Linked DNA regions of Mus musculus: all the other regions are linked to region 4. A link is a contact called in public promoter capture Hi-C data. All regions are on one chromosome and are shown on one strand. Each heading gives the region's core, a stretch centred on a gene start, on an enhancer-like site or on the middle of the called end of the contact. The rest is flanking DNA. Distances are from core to core; before and after follow the strand shown. Region 1 holds the start of Hadh (hydroxyacyl-Coenzyme A dehydrogenase). Region 2 has its middle 35 kb from the start of Sec24b. Region 3 holds the start of Cyp2u1 (cytochrome P450, family 2, subfamily u, polypeptide 1). Region 4 holds the start of Ostc (oligosaccharyltransferase complex subunit (non-catalytic)).

Region 1 (4,961 bases), core at 2,422-4,921, 560 kb before region 4:
TTGCGCGCACCCGACTGGCCAGCAAGAATGACGCTGCAACAGGATCTTTCTGCACACGGTTATTGGGAGAGCTTGATTGCAGAGGCGAAGAGACCCCAAGCCCAGAACTGGTGCTGCTTATATAGGCCTAGGAGAGGCGTGTCTCACACCCGGATTGGTAATGCATGGGTTATGCTTACCACCTCATTTGCATGTCTCATGCCTGATTGGTTAATGTCTCTCTCATCTGATTGGTTAACTTGTCTCTCATCTGATTGGTTAACTTGTCTCTCATCTGACTGGTTAACTTGTCTCTCATCTGATTGGTTAATTCTCAAAACCTCATCTTGGCAAAAAAACTTTACTGCCTATGTATGCATGGTGGCCAGCGATAGCCAGTGCCACCCTGCAACGGCACATGTGGCTTCCCACAGTTACCCCTGCCACTCTATCCCTCTCTGCTTTCTTCAGGGATACAGTCTCTCACTGAAGCTGGAGCATACCGATTGGCTACACTGGCTGCCCACCAAGCCCCTGGGATTGTCCTTTCACTGCCTTCCCTGGGCTAGGATCAGAGGCACAAACTGTCAGAGCCAGATTTTTACATAGGTGCCTTTTTACATAGGTGCCAGGGATCTGACCTCAGGGTCTCCTTGCTCTCATAGCAAACAAACACTTACCCCCCAGCCACCTCCCCAGCCTCAAACCATGCTGCTCTGCCTTCTGTGTTCTAAGTACTACAGTTATCCATCTATGTGACCCACAGAGACTGCACTGTTATCTACCTATTGCTCTGTACCAGGCCCTTCCTTCAGTAAAGCAACCAGGACCCTGGCTCTGCAGCTGGCCTTCCCTGTGTTTTATTGGGGTGTTGGTTTTTTTTTTAAACAGAGTCTTGCCATGTAGCCCAGGCTGGCCTTGTACTCACAGTCCACCCGCCTCTTTTCTTTACACAGCACCCTTGTTTATCACAGATGGCCTTGGATTTGAGAGTCACTAGGGAGTACTACAGTAGTGTTTGTGGGTCCTCTTCAGATGCATACACTAAAACCCAATGTAGAAGTGTTTAGGGATGGGCCTTTGGGAGGTGATTGGGTGGGCTAGTGGCTTAAGAAAGAGCCCCAGATGGTTCTCTTTAGAGCAGTGGTTCTCAGCCTTCCTAATGCTGTGACCCTTTAATACAGTTCCTCGTGTTGTAGTGACCCCCTAACCATAAAATTATTTTATTGCTTTATAACTGTAGTTTTGCTGCGGTTATGAGTTGTAAGTATTTTTGGGAGAGGGAGGTTTGCCACAGGTTGAGAACACTGTTCTAGAAGGAGGGCTGTCAGGGTAATGTTCGTTATGAGATGTGACTTAATAGACTTGCTTACACAAGCGGGGCTGGAGTGTCCATCAGTGGTGCCTGCCACTGGACAGGCTGAGGCTGTCACAGCCACTCAGTCTGCGAGGCTGGTTGCATCAGCAGTCCCAGTCTGGCTGAAGGCCTGGAGGAGCCCTAGAGAGCCTGCACTTCATCCCATGTTGGAAGGCCTAAGTTAGGTGCTCATGTCAGGGAAGGATGACTGCAGCAGCTACAGCAGAATAGAGGAATTCTCCAGCAGGAGAAGAAGGCAGGCAGGCAGGAAGTCTATTTTTTCTCTCTCAGATCACTTTATATCTAGGGTGCACCCCACCCCCACTCTGTATAAGGTGCTGCCCACTCAGGGAGGACATCTTCTCCCCTCAGTTAACCTTTCTTGGAAATACCTCCATGGAGTCTTCCAGAGGTGGCTCTCTTAGTCGGCTACAGATTCATTCCATTTGACAATCAATATTCACCATCACACCCTTCAACCGTCTGCAGATACAAGGAACTATCCTTGAGCTAAAAGTGGGTCGACATCAGAAAATGAACCTGATGGCACCTTGACTTGGGTTTGCCTTGCTCCCAGGAGACATTTGGGGGTTTTGTTGTAGCAGCACAAGTGGATCAAGACCCATTTATCATTCTTTCCCAAGGAAAAGCAGAGATCTGAAAACGTACATTACCTTGGGTGTGAGGTACACATGAAATATTACAACAGAGATATCATTTGAGAATATATCATAGGGCTGGAGAGATGGCTCTGTGGTTAAGAGCGCTGACTGCTCTTTCAGAGGACCTGGGCTTGATTCTCAGCACCCACATGATGGCTCACAACCATCTCTAACTCCAAGCTCAGGAAACTGATGCCCTTCTCTGGCCTCCTCGGACGTACATCCATACAGTGCACAGATAATACACTGGTGAGAAGAAAGAAACAAGAAAGGATGAAGAAAGAAAAGAAGGAAGGAAGGAAGGAAGGAAGGAAGGAAGGAAGGAAGGAAGGGAGGGAGGGAGGGAGGGAGGGAGGGAGGGAGGGAGGAAGAAAGAAAGAGAGAAAGAGAGAAAGGGAGGAAGAAAGAAAGAAAGAGAAAATTATAGTATCACAGCACCAAACTTGGATTATACTTCATCTTTCCAAATGACAACTAAGAGTTGCAACCCTCTCATCAAGCCTCCTGGAAATGTGCTGTCCTCTCTCAGTGGCAACTCAGCCATAGGGGCCTCTCCTCTCTGTCTTGCATCTTTCCTCAGACTGCTGTACACATTCCTTCCTTCCTTCATAAACGTGTTCATTCTTCAAGCTGTTGGGTTTCTGTGGGTAGCCTTCTACCTCCGTTCCTAGTATCTTTTATTTTATTTTATTTTTGTGACTTGGCTGGAATGTAGCACTCAGTAGGCTTTGCTTATTTTGAAGAATTAAATATAAAAATAAGATTCAAAGGGTCAATGCAAAACATAGCCCCTGCTTCAAAGGGAGTGCAGGAGAGTCTCTTCCCAGCCACATGCAAGAGCCCGAGGCAGGGAACAGGCATGGAAACAATTCTGAAGGACAAGGTTCACTGCTGACAGAGTTACATAAACTTTTTATAGCTACAGAGCAAGAAGGTCATAAAGCCATCGGCTTACAGAACATTGCTGAAGACCCTGGGCAGGCAGGTTACAGTGGAACAAGTAATTCTTTTCCTAGGGTTTTATGCCGGTGTTTGTTTGTTTGTTTTTGTTGTTGTTGTTATTGTTGTTGTTGTTTTAACTGTTTTAGTTTGGGACGGATGGGAGCAAGTGGTCTGCTAGGCAACACATTGCTTAAGTTCGATGTAACCTAAGTTAGATACAGAGGTGGGTAACTAGAAACAGCCCGAGAGAACTTGGACTCGAGCTCTAACATTCAGACAGGAAGTTAGTTTTATTCTGCAGAATGTGAGACACAGATGAGACTTTTGCAGGGAGCTTCATTGCACACAGGATTAACTATCATTTCTTCCAGTGGGGTGAAAGGCGGATGGCTTTCCTCTGGACGGTGAGTTTGGGGGCACCAGATGAACGCTTAGAAGTAAAACCAGCAGTAATTCTGTTATCACTAGCACAGTACTAGGCAGAAAGTTGGCCAATAGCCAGGCTTTCCCTTCCTGTGTTCTCTATCCGGGGTTACCGTCCTCATTCTAAACACAATTCTCACGATCACAACTCCAGCCCACCAGATTGTGAAGGCAACTACAGGTTGTCTCTTGGTGGGTCCCTGCTTTGCCGGAGTCCATGCTGGCCTGAGTCCTGGCACCGCCCTCTGGGGGGGGGGGCGGGGTGGACCTGCAGCTTGTGCAGGAGGCGGGTGGGTGGGGCGTGTTCGAGGCCCCGCCCCCAACGTCGCCGACCCCGCCCACGACGCTCCGGGACCTCTCGCGCTGTCCCCACTGCTCCTCCTCGGCTGCTGCACTGAGCTATGGCGTTCGTGACCAGGCAATTCTTGCGCTCCATGTCCTCCTCTTCCTCTGCGTCGGCGGCCGCCAAGAAGATCCTGATCAAGCATGTGACCGTCATCGGCGGCGGGCTGATGGGCGCCGGCATCGCGCAGGTGAGCGGGCCTCGCGCCCCGGGTGTGGTGGAAATAGTTTGATGAAGTCCGAGAAGGTGCAGCATGCTTCAGTGTCCCAGAACTACAGCCTTCGGCCCGATCCTTACGTGCATGCTTCTCAACTAACTGCCGGGCCGGGGAAGGCTCGGTGGAGCGCGCTGGTGCACGCGTGCACACTGGAGCTGAACTGTGCACAGTTGTGCGTGCAAAGTTGCAGAGTGTTTGCTCACTGCCTGGATCTGACAGGAATCCGCTCGCCAAGACCTGGGCTGCGGTTTCTTTTAGTTTTCCTGATAAGTTTTTTCTTTGTTCTTTCTTTCTTTTTTTCTTTACAGTTCTTTGGGTGTTGGTCTGGGCACTTTTCTTTCCAAGTGTCCTGCCTCTCCCACAAGTTTCCTTCGTTGGCCTTCACTTTTGTAACAGTTTGGAAAGTCACCTAGTGGGAGTTTGTGGAGTTGCTGGGACTCCGCCCAGGCCTGGGCCAGGAAACTTTGACCTTTGACCCAGTGCCCGGTGCTGAAATCTGCGTGCTTGTCCAGCTCTGAACCTCAAGAGAGTGGGCGACAGAGATAAGCATAGTTTATGCTCTGAGACGTCTCTAATCTCTGATCGGCTTCTGTGGGACTTTGCCTGGTGCCAGCTGAGGCACAGTTCAAAATCAACTGTGCAGTTTGGCTACTGCGATGTCTGTAGTACCATTTTCTCTTAAGAGTTAACTTCCTACACACAGTAGAGAGCTCTGATCTTTTTCCATGAACTTGCTATTATATTCGTATCTTTTGAGGCCTTTGCAGTTTGAGTGTTGTGGCAGTGAAGGGCTTACCTAATTTTAATTAGGGAGGGTATTCGCAGGTCAGTGTCTTTTCCCAACCAAATGCACACTTGCATGCTTGCTATTTATTAGCCTTGACTGCACTTCCTTCCAAAGTCCATTAAATTAAACAACAAAAACCATACATGGCTATGCTGGAGAAAATATAGCTAGTCTGCTGTATCCCTCTGCACCACAAAAACTCAAGGCTGTGAGGAATGAGATTGGTTGTCCAGGTCCAAGAAAAACAATGT
Region 2 (4,786 bases), core at 1,895-4,394, 610 kb after region 4:
ACAAGAAAATCAAGAAGGAAGACCAATATGTGGATACTTCATTCCTCCTTAGAATAGGGAACAAAATACCCATGGAAGGAGTTACAGAGACAAAGTTTGGAGCTGAGACGAAAGGATGGACCATCCAGAGACTGCCCCACCTGATGATCCATCCCATAATCAGCCACCAAACCCAGGCATATGCCAGCAAGATTTTGCTGAAAGGACCCTGATATAGCTGTCTCATGTGAGACTATGCCAGTGCATGGCAAATACAGAAGTGGATGCTCACAGTCATCTATTGGATGAAACACAGGGCCCCCAATGGAGGAACTAGAGAAAGTACCCAAGGAGCTGAAGGGGTCTGCAACCCTATAGGTGGAACAACAATATGAACTAACCAGTACTCCCAGAGCTCATGTCTCTAGCTGTATGTAGAAGAAGATGGCCTAGTGGGCCATTATTGGAAAGAGAAGCCCCTTGGTCTTGCAAACTTTATATGCCCCAGTACAGGGGAACGCCAGGGCCGAGAAGTGGGAGTGTTTGGGCAGAGGAGCAGGGTGGGGGGAGGGTATAGGGGACTTTCGGGATAGCATTTGAAATATAACTGAAGAAAATATCTAATAAAAAATTGGGGGAAAAACGTAAAAAGAATTTTAAAACACTCAAGTATAGCAGTACTTTTTAATGCATGCTCTAAGTGCGGAAAAATTCAACATCATTTCGTGTTGCGCATTTTTCATGAAAATACTAGCCACCCTTTACTTACTCATGAGAAATTTTAGTTTTATTTATGGTTCATCCAGCCCTAATGGACTATTTGGATTAGCAAGATGCAGAATTACAGGTAAATATGAGAACGCATAGGTTTGTTTACCTTGTGGGTTGTTTTTTTTTTTTTTAATAAAGGAGTCTTTAACTCCAACAGAGCTTCTGTTACCATAACCAAATGACTGAAGTCACAATTTAACTGCAAACCAGAAGGGTATAAATAGTAGACTGGACATATAATACCCTTCTTTCTTCGTCCTTGCTTCTGGAAGGTGTGTCTTTCCTCACGATGAGTCATTGCCTCGGACCCTGCAACTCCGTCCCATAAGGCCCTACTTGTGGCTTCATGCTCACAGGGACAAGGGGTGCTGCCCATAGTGTGACTCCCATGGCTGCCTAAAACGGATGGCAGTGTTTAGGGAGGAACATTCCCTGTTGCTTCCCTTCACCTGACTGATCACACACACACACACACACACACCGTGAAGATGGACATAACCATCGCGGTCTCGCTGTCGCTGCGCCTTCTCCAGCCTATGTCTTGCGTGTTCTTTTTTCATCGTCAGCATCATATAGCTCTTGTGAACAGCCCCCCAGAGCACAGGCTGCTTGGGAGCTACTCCAGCCCTGCAGTCGTGGCAGTGAGGCTTAGATCTTTGAGTCGTGATCAAAAGCTTCCATTTTCTTTCAAGACAGAATGTTGCCTAATTGTTAAAGTAATTGCTTTTTTTTTTAAGAGAAAATTTGGGAGGCAAGGTCTCATTCTATAGCCCAAGTTAATCTGGAACTTGCTAGATAGCCCGGGCTGACCTTGAACTCATGATGGTTCTCATATCACAGCCTCTAGATTGCTGGGAATGCGGGATTGAACCATCATGTCCATCAATAATAGTTATCTTCATTTTAAAAAATTATCAAAATCTAGCATTTCCTAAAGTCTGTTTATATCATTTGCTTAACTTTTTGCATCCTCTAAGTTTTTATCTTTGTATATTCCTTTTGCTTGTTGTCTTAGTTAGGGTTTTACTGCTATGAACAGACACCGTGACTAAGGCAACTCGTATAAGAACAACATTTAATTGGGGCTGGCTTACAGGTTCAGAGGTTCAATCCATTATCATCAAGTGGGAAACATGGCAGCATCCAGGCAGGCATGGTGCAGGAGGAGCTGAGAGTTCTACAGCTTCATCTGAAGGTTGCTAGTGGAAGACTGATTTCCAGGCAGCTAGGATGAGGGTCTTAAAACCCATGCCCATAGTGACACACCTACTCCAACAGGGCCACACCTACTCCAACAAGGCCACACCTAAAAATACTGCCACTCTATGGGCTAGGCATACTCAAATCACTGCAGTTGTTTTTCTAAAAAAAAATAAACATTACTATTGAGTTAGCTTCTCAATTAAGATATTTTGCCATATGAACAAAAGTTGCAAGTGACAGCTTATACAAAATTATATAGAAGTGACTAGCCTTTTCTTCCTTGTCATCCCACTAACAAACTAACAGTTTGCAACCCCATAGGAAGGACAACAATATCAACCAACCAGACCCCCAAGATTTCCCAGGGACTAAACCACCATCCGAAGAGTACACATGGAGGAACTCATGGCTCCAGCCACATATGTAGTAGAGGATGGCCTTGCTGGGCATCAGTGGAAAGAGAGGCACTTGGCTCTGTGAAGGCTGGGTGCCCCAGTGTAGGGGAATGCCAGGACAGGGATGTGAGAGTGGATGAGTGGGTGGGAACATTCTCATAGAAGCAGAGAGGGGGTAGAATGGGGGTCCCCAAGGGGAAACCGTGAAAGGGGATAACATTTGAAATGTAAATTAAAAAAATATATCCAATAAAAAAGAGGAAAAAGTCATGGAAGTGAATTTGCAGATAGATTTCTCTCAGTCTGTGCCTGTATTTGGCTAATTCGGGGTACAGCAGTGACACCTAGTGGAAATTTGACACCTGGCCTGGTTAGGCTTCGATTTAATTTGACTTAGGGTTTTGTTGGTTTGGTTTGGTTTGGTTTGGTTTGGTTTGGTTTGGTTTGGTTTGGTTTGGCTGATAAAAAGTCTCTGTGAAGCTCAGGTTAGCACAGAACTCACTTAGTTCAAGTTGGCTTCAAACGCTGGATCCCTCTGCCTTACCTTCTGGAGTCCTGTGACTACAAGTATGGGCCACCACACCCAGCTAAATCGCGTAAAGAAATGAAATGTGGGTGGACCTTGTTGACTGACCTGACGCTTAACGTTTGTCTCCTAAGTAAATGAATGAATGTATAGAGTTCACAGAACAGAAAGAATGAGGGGCTGTCGAGATGGCTCGGTGGGTAAAGGTGCCTGTCCCCAGGCCTAACCCCTTGAGTCTAGTCTCCAGAACCCACACAATAGAACAAGAGAACCTATACCTACAAGTTGTCCTCTGACCTCCCCAGGCACACTTTGGCATGGGTGTGCACAGACACACGTAAATATATTGTTTTAATTAACAATAGCAAAAAAAAAATGCTTGGTATCACAATTATTGATTAATGAAAAGAGTCGAGCGTTTTTTTTTAAGAGTGTTGAGACACGGGGGCAGCCTGTGCTTCAAATTTAGTTCCTATTGTTTCCTGTGATAAGAGTTTATAACAGAAACAGAGTGAAGACTTGAATCACCAGAGATGAAAATTCTCAGAGAAAGCCATTATTATTCCTCCTCCTGTTCCCGAGCACCTATGAAAGGTTCCTAGCGGGACTGATAACAATTGTTGAGATAAAGCACCATGGAGAAAATAAGATGGCCTCCCAGGGGGTTATATGCAAATGTGGTAGGCAAAGAGGAAATTAAAAAGCTATGCTAATCGCAATGTTCTCATCTCCCGTTTGCTGCAGTGACACTGGGTTTGCCAGATGTTTGATTAAAACCAGCCTGGGAACAAGGACTTTATATCTTAGGGGAGAGACAAATAGGTGCTGTGTAGGGCCAGCTTGTTGTTGTCTAAATAGTCTTGTAATTGTTCCTCCCAAACTAATTTAAAATTGCTGACTCAACATAGGACTGTCTCCTCTGCTTGACTGGAGTAGAAAAACTGACAGTGTGAAAAGACGCCACTGTGTAGAAATGGCTCCACACTTCAAGGACTCATGCATGTTATTTCTAGATGCAAATCCACTACAGACATCAAGACTTAAGATGGTGTGGGAAATAAACATAAGAAGCTGTCTTCAGGGCTGGAGAGATGGTTCAGCAGTTAAGGGCACTGACTACTCTTCCCAAGGTTCTGAGTTCAATTCTCAGCCACCACATGGTGGCTCACAACCATCTGTAATGGGATCCGATGCCCTCTTCTGGTGTGTCTGAAGACAGCTATGGTGTACTTGTAATGCATAACATTAATAAATCTCAAAAAAAAAAAGAGAAGCTGTCTTCATTTATTTTCCAGTTGATGTGATAAAATACCATGGCCCATCCGAAAAGGCAACTTCTTGGAGATAGGGCTTATTCCCATTGACAGTTTCAGAGAGATACAGCCTATCCTAGTGAGATGACACAGGCTCAGGAGCAAGACTCGATGGTCATATCACATCTGCACCCAGAGTGCAAACACTAAATAGGTATGGAAGTTTACTATTTTATAAGCTTTCCAAAAGTTGCATTAAAAAACAAAAACAAAGCAAAAACAAAAACAGCTGACATCGAGTTACTCTGCATGGCAAGGATAATACCCTACCTGTGGTGGTTTGTACATGCTTGGCCCAGGGAGTGACACTATTAGGAGGTGTGTCCCTGTTGGAATAGGTGAGGCCCTGTTGGAGTAGGTGTGTCACTATGGGCATGGGCTTTAATACCCTCATCCTAGCTGCCTGGAAGCCAGTATTCTGCTAGCAGCCTTCAGATGAAGATGTAGAACTCTTAGCTCCTCCTACACTATGCCTACCTGGATGCTGCCATGTTCCTGCCTTGATGATAATGAACTGAACCTCTGAACCTGTAAGCCAGCCCCAATTAAACGTTTGTTCTTTTAAGAGTTGCCTTGGTCATGGTGTCTGTTCACAGCAG
Region 3 (4,771 bases), core at 881-3,380, 590 kb before region 4:
GTCCTCAAATGGCCTTCCATGCCCTAGTCTCTTCATAGTCTCCAGTCATACTGGATTAGGACCTACTCAACTTGACCTTAGACTACTCACACAGCCTCATTTTAGCTTCATTACATTGGATACTATCCTTCCTAGAAATGTGGGTCATATTCTCAGGTATTGGGGATTGGTTCTTTATGAACTGGGACATACAGGTATAAGTCAACTTTCTATCTGTCATACAGAGCTATTAATGAAAGTAAGAGAATAGTTAGGAAACATCATAAGCACAGTTACATCTCACACAAGAGAGGGCAGTTGTCAGTTTTTAAATTAGGTCAATGTTCAATCATCCCGAGAATTAGCTGCATGTATGCCCTGTGATGGTTCTAGGAGAGGTGAAAGGAGGAGCCCCTTTGAAAGATCTAAATCTCAGCTGAAGGCAGAATTTCAATGGTTAGAGAGTCCAGTTTTATTTGGACAAAGTTGTACAAGGATTGGAAGGGCTCTCTTAATTCCAACTGTGTTAGGAAAAAGGGGAGGGGGATTCATTTCACCGAGTATCATTCAGTTGCAAAAGTATAAGAAGATATTTTTTTCCCCCTTAGGAATGGCCAGAATCCAAGCTAGGAGACTGGTGAACCGGATGTGTTCATAGCCTCTAATATTTTGGCAAAGAATGTGACTGCTCCCCGAGGGTGACTAAAGAACTTGCCTGAGGTTAAATTTAAGAGAAAGTGACTAATTTTTTTGCAGAGAATATTTCAAAGAGGGGGCACGCGGCAGCAGTCTGGGTGTTTGGTGGCAGGGAAGAGGCAGAAGATAAGACAAATGGGTCGGATAGATTCCTGCTGTGCCATGAAAAAGGGGGACTAAACAGCTTAAGATAATTTGTGAATTGAGCTCACCCGATAGTAGTGGGTTAGAGAATGGCATAAAGAGAAGGAAATGCCGTATTGGAGACTGCATCTGCCAACAAGCAGCTGGAAAGTGTATGTGTGCTCTGGGGAGAGTACAGTACTCCTGTGATCGCACCCAACAGTGGAAGCGTAAACAGGGGGCTTCCAATTAAGGCTGGACTGTGAGTTACAGGAGCGGCCAGTTGCAAGACAGTAACAAGATAATAATGAACATCTTAATGTCTTATACTCGGAAATCTTGTTTAAAGTCACACAAGAAAAGGAATCTGATAAGGGTTAATTACTGGAAATGTGACAGGGGCTTTTGTAGTTTGTGGAGGGGAGAAGGAAGAATGTATTTGTGTACTTTACTAACTACGGCAAAAGCAGTAGAGAACAGTAGATATTTTTTAAAAACCCACATAATAGGAAAAGAAGTCACCACCCTTCAAGCTTTGGTCATATTTATAACGCACCATAGTGTTCAAATTCTGTGTGGTGTGTGCGTGTGTTTGTTGGGAGGGAGTGATCTAACACAGGAACCAAACGTGGATCACAGGTGAAGCACTTCCCTACCACAAGCATGGGCTAGAATTTGACCCCCTCCCCCAGCATGGTAGTATATGTCTTTAATATGTGAATTCTGGAGGCAGATGTAGGTGGATCTCTGAATTGGTAGCCAAACTGGTCTACATAAGGAGTTCTAGGCTATCAAGATTCAAATAAAAGTAGAAAATAGAAATAAGAATAGAAAAATTAAAATAGAAAAAAAAGGGGGGGGGGCATCGACAATTCTAGGGAGAGTCTAACCGAGAGAAACCACAACATCTGGCCTGTAAATGACAGGAAGGTAAAGCACTCTGGAGCCATCCCCAGATGTTGGAATATCCACACATCACATTGTTGGATACTAGCTCAGCATTTCAGGTCTTGTCTAAGGCTAATTAATAAAGCAGTCACCCAGCCCGGGTTCTCTGAGTGTTTTGATATAGTCAGGCCATATGCAGAAACCCACAGAAAGCTCACACCCCCTGGAGGAGCCTGCTGCTGCTAGTGCACTAAACTGGCAAAACAAACAAACAAACAAACAAACAAACAAACAAAACCCCACTCAGGACAGCTCAGCTGTGCTGCGAGAGACCACTCGTCACCACCAGCCGTCCCGTAGGACGTCCCGCCCCCACCTTATGCAGGAGCAGCTGACTGGAGGATCCCGAGAGGGGCACGCGGCGCAGCCAATCGGAAGGGCGTGCCTTGCCCTGCCTCGCGGTTGACCTTGAGTCATGTAGCCGGCTACTGTCGCGGTGCCGGCGCGTCTGCAGCGGAGCTAGATGCAGGCGGTACCTGGGACATGTCCTCGCTCGGGGACCAGCGTCCCGCGGCAGGGGAGCAGCCGGGAGCTAGACTGCACGTGCGGGCGACAGGAGGCGCGCTGCTACTTTGCCTGCTGGCGGTGCTGCTAGGCTGGGTTTGGCTGCGGCGGCAACGCGCCTGCGGCATCCCTCCGGGGCCCAAGCCTCGGCCACTCGTGGGTAACTTCGGGCACTTGCTGGTGCCGCGCTTTCTACGACCGCAGTTCTGGCTGGGCTCGGGCAGCCAGACGGACACGGTGGGCCAGCATGTGTACCTGGCCAGGATGGCCCGTGTCTATGGCAACATCTTCAGCTTCTTCATCGGCCACCGTCTGGTGGTGGTCCTCAGCGACTTCCACAGCGTGCGCGAGGCGCTAGTGCAGCAGGCTGAAGTGTTCAGTGACCGCCCGCGGATGCCGCTCATCTCCATCATGACCAAGGAGAAGGGTGAGCGCGCCGCGGGCTCAGGATCCCCAGGCGGCAGGACCTGCGTCATGACCAGCATAGGGGATAGAGGACGGAGGCGTGGCTTTCTAGTGTGCGATTAAAGTGGGAGACACACTGGAAAGTGAGGGAGGTGTGGGCACCAAACTGTAAAATAAGGACCACCCACCCCGGAAGCCTTCCTTTGTCCCAAGTGAGGCCTTCTCACGCATAGGTCTGATCTCAACGTTTCTAAACATTGGCTGTGTTAGGAAAAGGGGGAGGGGGATTCATTTCACCGAGTATCATTCAGTTGCAAAAGTATAAGAAGATATTTTTTTCCCCCTTAGGAATGGCCAGAATCCAAGCTAGGAGACTGGTGAACCGGATGTGTTCATAGCCTCTAATATTTTGGCAAAGAATGTGGCTGCTCCCCGCGGGTGACTAAAGAACTTGCCTGAGGTTAAATTTAAGAGAAAGTGACTAATTTTTTTGAGAGAATATTTCAAGATAGCCAGTCTGTTCCCAGAGCCCGTGTATATCTCCCTCGGCAGACACAGGGTCTCGATCTCCTATTCTCCAGCCACCTGTCAATCCTGTGTTCTGTCTTCAGACACTGAAGTACAAGACTGAATCCATTGTGGGTGGCATATATATGCTTCGGTTCAGGAGAGTGGCCCCCTGACTTCATACTTTGATATCCCCTCCCTCACCCCATTTCTAATTTTGCCTTGGAAACTCCCCATGTAAGGCCTCAGAAAGCTCTGGAATTGGAGGCACCTGTAATGGGGAGGGCAGGTGTGAGCACTGGGCTGGAGCACGGAGAGCTTGACTGCTATATCAAGGGTAGTTAGTTCTTGTTCCTAAGGCCACTCCAGCCTCTGCAGAAAACAGAAGTTGGATGCGCTGAATTGCGTGCACCTTAGTGGCCTCTTGGCTAGAGTTGGGTTCAAGATGAAGGGTGTATGACAGCCACTGTGTAAGATGCTTCTGATTTAAGACAGGGATCTGTAAACGTTCACTCTGAATGAAATTTAGAGTAAGGATACACAACTAATCTGGCCACTGGTGAAGGAAGACCAGGAAATCTCTCTTGGCTTAAACCTCCAGCGTTCTGCCCTCTCTTCATCTGATTTAAGTGACAACTCAAGTTTATAGCCATCGGCCACAGTAAACAGACTACCAGTGTTCTGGGTCGTGTTCAGACCCCAAGGCAGGAGAATCACCTTGGCATTCTGGCTACCAGCCTAGCAGCGAGCTGATTCAGTAAGAGGCAGTCGACAGAGTAAGGCCGAGAGTGACAGATCGGGACACATGGAGGCCCTTCTCTGGCCTCCTCATGCACCTGCCTATGGGTTATACACCCTCAACCCCACCCCAGTTATCTATATGAAAAAAAATGTATTTTTATCTCACTGGAATTATAGGTAAGTCATAGAGAATTAATTAAAAATGAAGAAAATAAAAAATCTGGGGCCTGGAGAAATGGCTCATGTGATTGAGAGCATTTGCTATTCGTCCAGAGGGCCTAGGTTCAGTTCCCAGCATCCACAAGGCCCTGCCTAACTTTCTGTAACTCCAGTTCTGGGGGATCCAGCAGACTCTTCTGGTCTCTGTAGGCACCAGGCACACATATAGTACACATACATACATTCAGATAAAACATGCAGAGATGGGGCTGGCAAGATGGCTCAGTGGTTAAGAGCACTGGCTGTTCTTCCAGAGGTCCTGAGTTCAAGAGCCAATAACCCACATGATGGCTCACAACCATCTGTAATGGGATCCGATGCCCTCTTCTGGTGTGTCTGAAGAGAGCAATGGTGTACTCATATTCATAAAATAAGTAAGTAAATATTTTTTAAAAACATACAAAGTAAAAATAAATCTTAAAAAATGTTTTCAAAGTCAGCATTTTAAATTTTTATAAGAAAATGGTGTGTTTCTGAATCCTTGGTAGGAAGGGATTTCTAAAATAAGACCTGTAGCATAAATCATAAAGAAAAGGACCTGTAGACAGGCACAGTGGCACAGCAGCACTTGGAGGGGTTGAGGCAGGAGGATTGCCACAACTTCAAGGACAGCATAGACTTCAAAATAACACTCTATCTTTTAAAAAGC
Region 4 (4,740 bases), core at 540-3,039:
ACGTTTGTTTTTATGTTCCTTTAGACTTTCGTCAGTGCACGATGCCTGAAAAATGCACACATGAATGAGTCAGTTCTCCACGGGCCTCTTTTTCACTCCCGCTATTCTTCATTTCAGACCTGCCCTGAGCATCTCTCCATTTCAGGAAAAATGAACTTCTTTGGCATCACATGTGCTGGTTCCCCAGTATCTCACTATATTGATGCTTCACCAGATATTTATTTAATCTACCCATTTTCAATTTAGTATTTTAAAGTTTTAGAAATAATGACCGTAGTTTAAAAAAAATACTGTCTCTTAAAACTAATGATGTTTCTTCTAATTAAAAACGTTTCAGAGTTTTAACTCAGCCTAGCATATTTGTAGCACTAATTTTGATCCTGGCACCTTTTTAAAAAAGAGAGAGAGAGAAAAAAAAGAAAACCAAAATAATTATGCAGTGAGAAGGATCTGGGCAATGTTACTCCAGCTTTTTATTTATTTATTTTTTTAATGGTTTTTTGAGACAGGGTTTCTCTGTATAGCCTCAGCTGTCCTGGAACTCACTCTGTAGACCAGGCTGTCCTCAAACTCAGAAATCTGTCTGCCTCTGCCTCCCAAGTGCTGGGATTAAAGGTGTGTGCCACCACTGCCCGGCGGTACTCCAGCTTTGTGAGTTAATGAAATACAAGCATGGTATGACACAGCTTGACATGATATCCATATTGTATGTTTTTGAAAAAAAATATATTCATCGCCAGTTCACACTTCATATTTCTGTTGCTTATAGTAAAACTAACAGTAGATGATTTTAGTTCCTTAACTCCTGCTGTGGCTCAAATTTTAAAATCTGAATGGTCCAAGCCACTAACATTTCTACCCCCATTGGCTTGTTATGTTGCTTAAGCTTTTTATCATAGGATACGGGAACGATAAGAGGCACTGCAGCGGAGCTTCTGTATTCCAAAAACATTTCCCCCCTCCTTGCTGTTTTATAATAGCCCGTTATTTCCTTGATTGATCAGGATTACTGTCTCTAGCTAGTAAAGTCCTTTCTTATTTACATTTGATACCTTGGCAGGAAGACACCTGAAGTAGCCAGGTGGCAGGATTTTCCGTTCCAATTTTAGTATTTATGGTGCTGAAGCCGGCGCCCTACTAAGCAGGTAATTAAGGTGAGAAACCAGAATGACTTCAAGATTTTTGGCCTGGGTGATTTTTACTAACTCAGGCGTGACTGAAAATGGTTTAAAGTAATATTTGTTCTGTCACAGTTTGTGGTTGACATGGACTGTGTGGGTTTTATTCATTTATTATTATTATTTTTTATAAAGCCCATACTACTTTGGCAATTACTGCCAATTAGCGTCGCTATACAGCATGAAGAAAAAGCTCAGCGAATTAGAGCTTTTTAAAGCCCCGAGGGGAGACCTCCAATACTAAAAGGGAGCACACATCTAAACTTTCATTCATCCTCCAGCTCTATGAACTTAAGAGTTTCCAGCAGCCAATCAGCTCTCAAGTAGGTGGCGTCAGCAAGTGGGCGGGGCAGTGGGGATGCTAATCTCTCCGCTTCTGTGGCTTGGCCACGTAGGACGCCTTGCAGGTCCTGGAAGGTATATAATAAACAATGATCTCTCAGTAAGAAAAAAGCTTCTAACCCACACTCAAGCCTAAAAACGACCATTATTATTTATTTTTAAATATGTATATTATTTATCAGGTTAGTGCAATTTCTTTCTTTCTACAGTGAATATCTTGTCTCCTTCTGACTTCTACAGACCTGTGGTCCTCGGCTTACGCATGCGCAGTAGGCGGGCGTGTTTCCGGGCGGTGCGGGAGGCTGGAGGCCAGAGGGCTGGCCCTACCGCCGGGGACATGGAGACTCTGTACCGAGTCCCATTCTTAGTGCTCGAATGCCCCAACCTGAAGCTGAAGAAACCGCCCTGGGTGCACATGCCGTCGGCTATGACGGTGTACGCCCTGGTAGTGGTATCTTACTTCCTCATTACCGGAGGTAACTCGGCCGTGATGGGTCGGGTGGGCGCGCAGGCTGCTCGCTCCGGAGGCGCGTGGCCCCCGAGCCGGGCCCCGTAGGCTCACGCCTTTCACTGGAAAGAGATGGTCTCCTCTCTGCCCGCTTTTTCCTTCGAGCGCTGAGTTGGATATAATTGTCAAGTCCAGCTAGTTGTTATTTCTTGCTGTGCATTGTTTGACCAGGGTCTTGGGAACATCATTTTTGAATCACTGTGTTTCCTTGGTTGGTCGAGAGAGTGTGGGACTTTTATTAAACTAATCGTGAGGACCCTGAAATCGTGGAAGAGATCTGATAACCTTTGAGTTTGTTAGTTCAGACCCCAGGGGCTTGGATTGCTTTATGTCAAATCACAGGAATGAGAAGGGAACTTACCGAAGCCACGGTTTTTTTGAGAAATACGTGAGATTGGAATTGAGGCTTGCAAAAAGATGGTGTATCTCAGAGGGCAGAAAATGGGACTCAGAAAATAGAAGGGAAGCAGTGCTTTTTAGATATCTGTCACCAAATCCCTTAAGTGGAAAATGCAGAGGGGTGTGGCTTTGCCTATTGGTGAGTTGGCAGTCCGTCTGCAGGCTCTAGAGCACCCTTTGGAGCGACAGTTCCAGGATGTATCCAGGACTGGGCTTCAGGAATTTAGGAAGTAGTGTACTACTTAATTCAGAAAATTAAAAAGATTTTTGGTTAGCAAAAGTGGTTCAACTTTTTTTAGGGTGTGTGTAGACATATTGCTATTGCTTAACTGCTTTCTGAGGCTACTTGGCATATTTGAAGAGGTAGAAGACAGTATTTAACTGTAGAGTTGGCATTCTACGGAGTGCACATTAACGGAAATGCTAAAGGCCACTTTAAACATTGTTGTTGTTGTTTAAGAAAAAAAAAAAAAAAGACATTACCTGGTGTGTGTGGCGTTAACATTCACTTTTGCTCAGCACAGTGAATCGTGAATATGACACCTAATGCCTTGGGCTTTAAGAACTTAGTGTTCATTCTTGCCAGCTTGTTTCTTGACTTTTGCTTCCTTTGGAGACAGTTTTTGTGAGAAGCCTCAGCTTTCTATTGGGCCACAGTTTTGGTGGTTTTAGAATGGGGTTTGGGGGGAATTTCGCTGCCCCAACCACTGGGTCAAAATGGAAGGGCGCATTTTGTACATTTACCGTTTGGCTTCTGGAATGGCTTCTTCTCAGCATGGCGAGAAGCATGGCAGTCGTGTGCAGGCAGACGTGGTGCTGGGAGAGCTGAAAATTCTAATGGACAGCTTTCTAAAAACTGAGTGTACCTGTACCTAAGCAATGTTGCTGGGAAGGACAGGCGACACTGACTTTCTGTTAACTCAGTGCTGGGATAACAGCAAAGAAAATATAATGACTCTGCCCTCCATAGAAGGTAGTGGAGACATGCTAACTACCGCACAATTGCTTTCTGCTACACAGTAGAGTTTAGAAGCATTGATTTAATTCCAGTATGTTTCCTGGAGAAATGATCTGTTAGTCTGAGTTTGAATGGTTAGAAGGGTCATACTAGAAAAGAAAAAAAAAAAAAGTGTGGACCAACGTGGACCAGGAGACTAGTGAGGTGTTTTGTTCACTTAGACCAGCACTTCTGGCATTTTTCCTCCTATGTGTCCCCATTTTTCCTGACAGATTTTTGCACAACCTTGGGTAAATAGGCATATGTAATAGGTATAAGGTCAAACTTTTACTAGTAAAAGTAACTAGTAAGCTTACTTTACAACAACAATTTGCTAGATACACAATTTATGCTAGTTTTTTCTTATCATGTATACATGTACATATGCATGCATGCCTGCCACTCAGAAGGGGACACTAGATTTCATCATAGATGGTTCAGAGCTACCATGTGGTTTCTGGGAGTTGAACTTAGGACCTCTGAAAGAGCAGTTAATACTCTTAACCTCTGAACCTTCTCTCCAGCCCCTGTTGTGGTATTTTTTAAAGCTGAAAGCAAATTCACATACTAATGAGACAATGTGCCTCTGTATTTTCCATAGAGAATGGAATCTTAGCTGCATATTTGATACTGCAGGATGTAGAGCAGCCTCAGTGTTCATCAGAGCCTTGTTACTCTGTTTCTTTGGTAAACTTGGCACCTCTTTGAGAGATAATGTTGTCTAGATGTCATTCTAAACATTGCTGTAAAGAGACACCATGACCAAGGCAACTCTTATAAAAGAAAACATTTAACTGGGGCTGGCTTATAGTTTCAAAGGTTCAATCCATTAGCATCATGGCAGGAAACATGGCAGTGCCCAGGCAGACATGGTGCTGGAGGGGCTGAATATTCTACAACTTGATCAGCAGGCAGCAGAAGGCAACTGTGTGTGTCTGTTTTACACTGGGCGTAGCTTGAACATTTAAGACCTCAAAGCCCACCTCCACCGTGACACACTTCCTTTGACAAGGCCACACTTCCTCCAGTAAGCATACCTCCTAATAACACCACTTCCTATGGCCAAACATTTTAACATACGAATCTATGGGGTTCATAACTATTGAAACCACCTCACCAAAAATCAGATTAGCTGGATCTTCTTTGATTATAATAATACAATCAAAGAAGCCTTCTTTTTTTTGTTTTGTTTTGTTTTTTGTTTTTTCGAGATAGGGTTTCTCTGTCTAGCCCTGGCTGTCCTGGAACTCAACTTTGTAGACCAGGCTGGCCTCGAACTCAGAAATCTGCCTGCCTGTGCCTCCAAAGTGCTGGTA

Evidence for each region. Promoter capture Hi-C pulls out the DNA fragments that hold promoters and counts their contacts.
Region 1: a contact with region 4 is called in a promoter capture Hi-C map of neural stem cells. The contact joins the promoter of Hadh here to the promoter of Ostc in region 4. A contact is called at or near these places in 7 of 39 promoter capture datasets (3T3-L1-derived adipocytes, embryonic stem cells, liver and 3 more), 8 of 484 Hi-C or Micro-C datasets (B cells, CD4 T cells, bone marrow-derived macrophages and 4 more), 33 of 115 datasets of contacts at active chromatin or transcription factors (the 230-238 cell line, CD4 T cells, the NIH/3T3 cell line and 25 more) and 2 of 9 other capture datasets (adipose tissue and liver).
Region 2: a promoter capture Hi-C map of pre-B cells shows a contact between it and region 4, with 5 times the contacts expected there. The contact joins the enhancer-like site here to the promoter of Ostc in region 4. A contact is called at or near these places in 19 of 39 promoter capture datasets (the 3T3-L1 cell line, 3T3-L1-derived adipocytes, the C10 cell line and 11 more), 5 of 15 datasets of contacts at CTCF or cohesin (the NIH/3T3 cell line, hippocampal excitatory neurons, large pre-B cells and 1 more), 172 of 484 Hi-C or Micro-C datasets (the 3T3-L1 cell line, the AML12 cell line, the AtT-20 cell line and 99 more), 49 of 115 datasets of contacts at active chromatin or transcription factors (the NIH/3T3 cell line, the SCID.adh cell line, SST interneurons and 36 more) and 4 of 9 other capture datasets (adipose tissue, embryonic stem cells, liver and 1 more).
Region 3: a contact with region 4 is called in a promoter capture Hi-C map of pre-B cells, with 10 times the contacts expected there. The contact joins the promoter of Cyp2u1 here to the promoter of Ostc in region 4. A contact is called at or near these places in 6 of 39 promoter capture datasets (the C10 cell line, cranial neural crest, hippocampal neurons and 3 more), 2 of 484 Hi-C or Micro-C datasets (B cells and CD4 T cells), 14 of 115 datasets of contacts at active chromatin or transcription factors (Th17 cells, craniofacial prominence, double positive thymocytes and 11 more) and 2 of 9 other capture datasets (adipose tissue and liver).

What each region holds. Positions count from the first base shown.
Region 1 is chr3:131,270,811-131,275,771 of GRCm38.p6, reverse strand. It overlaps Hadh (hydroxyacyl-Coenzyme A dehydrogenase), which reads left to right and starts at 3,671. Exons shown (of 8, transcript NM_008212.4): 1 at 3,671-3,896. The coding sequence starts at 3,765.
Region 2 is chr3:130,093,254-130,098,039 of GRCm38.p6, reverse strand. No RefSeq gene overlaps it. Among named protein-coding and RNA genes, the nearest start is that of Sec24b, 35 kb to the right of the region's middle. Within about 2 kb of position 3,144, at least 1 of the 459 cell types and tissues checked has an H3K27ac peak or open chromatin away from gene starts, as enhancers often do. A contact at or near this core is called in pre-B cells, where this site is marked.
Region 3 is chr3:131,300,586-131,305,356 of GRCm38.p6, reverse strand. It overlaps Cyp2u1 (cytochrome P450, family 2, subfamily u, polypeptide 1), which reads left to right and starts at 2,130. Exons shown (of 5, transcript NM_027816.3): 1 at 2,130-2,677. The coding sequence starts at 2,230.
Region 4 is chr3:130,706,493-130,711,232 of GRCm38.p6, reverse strand. It overlaps Ostc (oligosaccharyltransferase complex subunit (non-catalytic)), which reads left to right and starts at 1,789. Exons shown (of 4, transcript NM_025509.3): 1 at 1,789-1,996. The coding sequence starts at 1,858.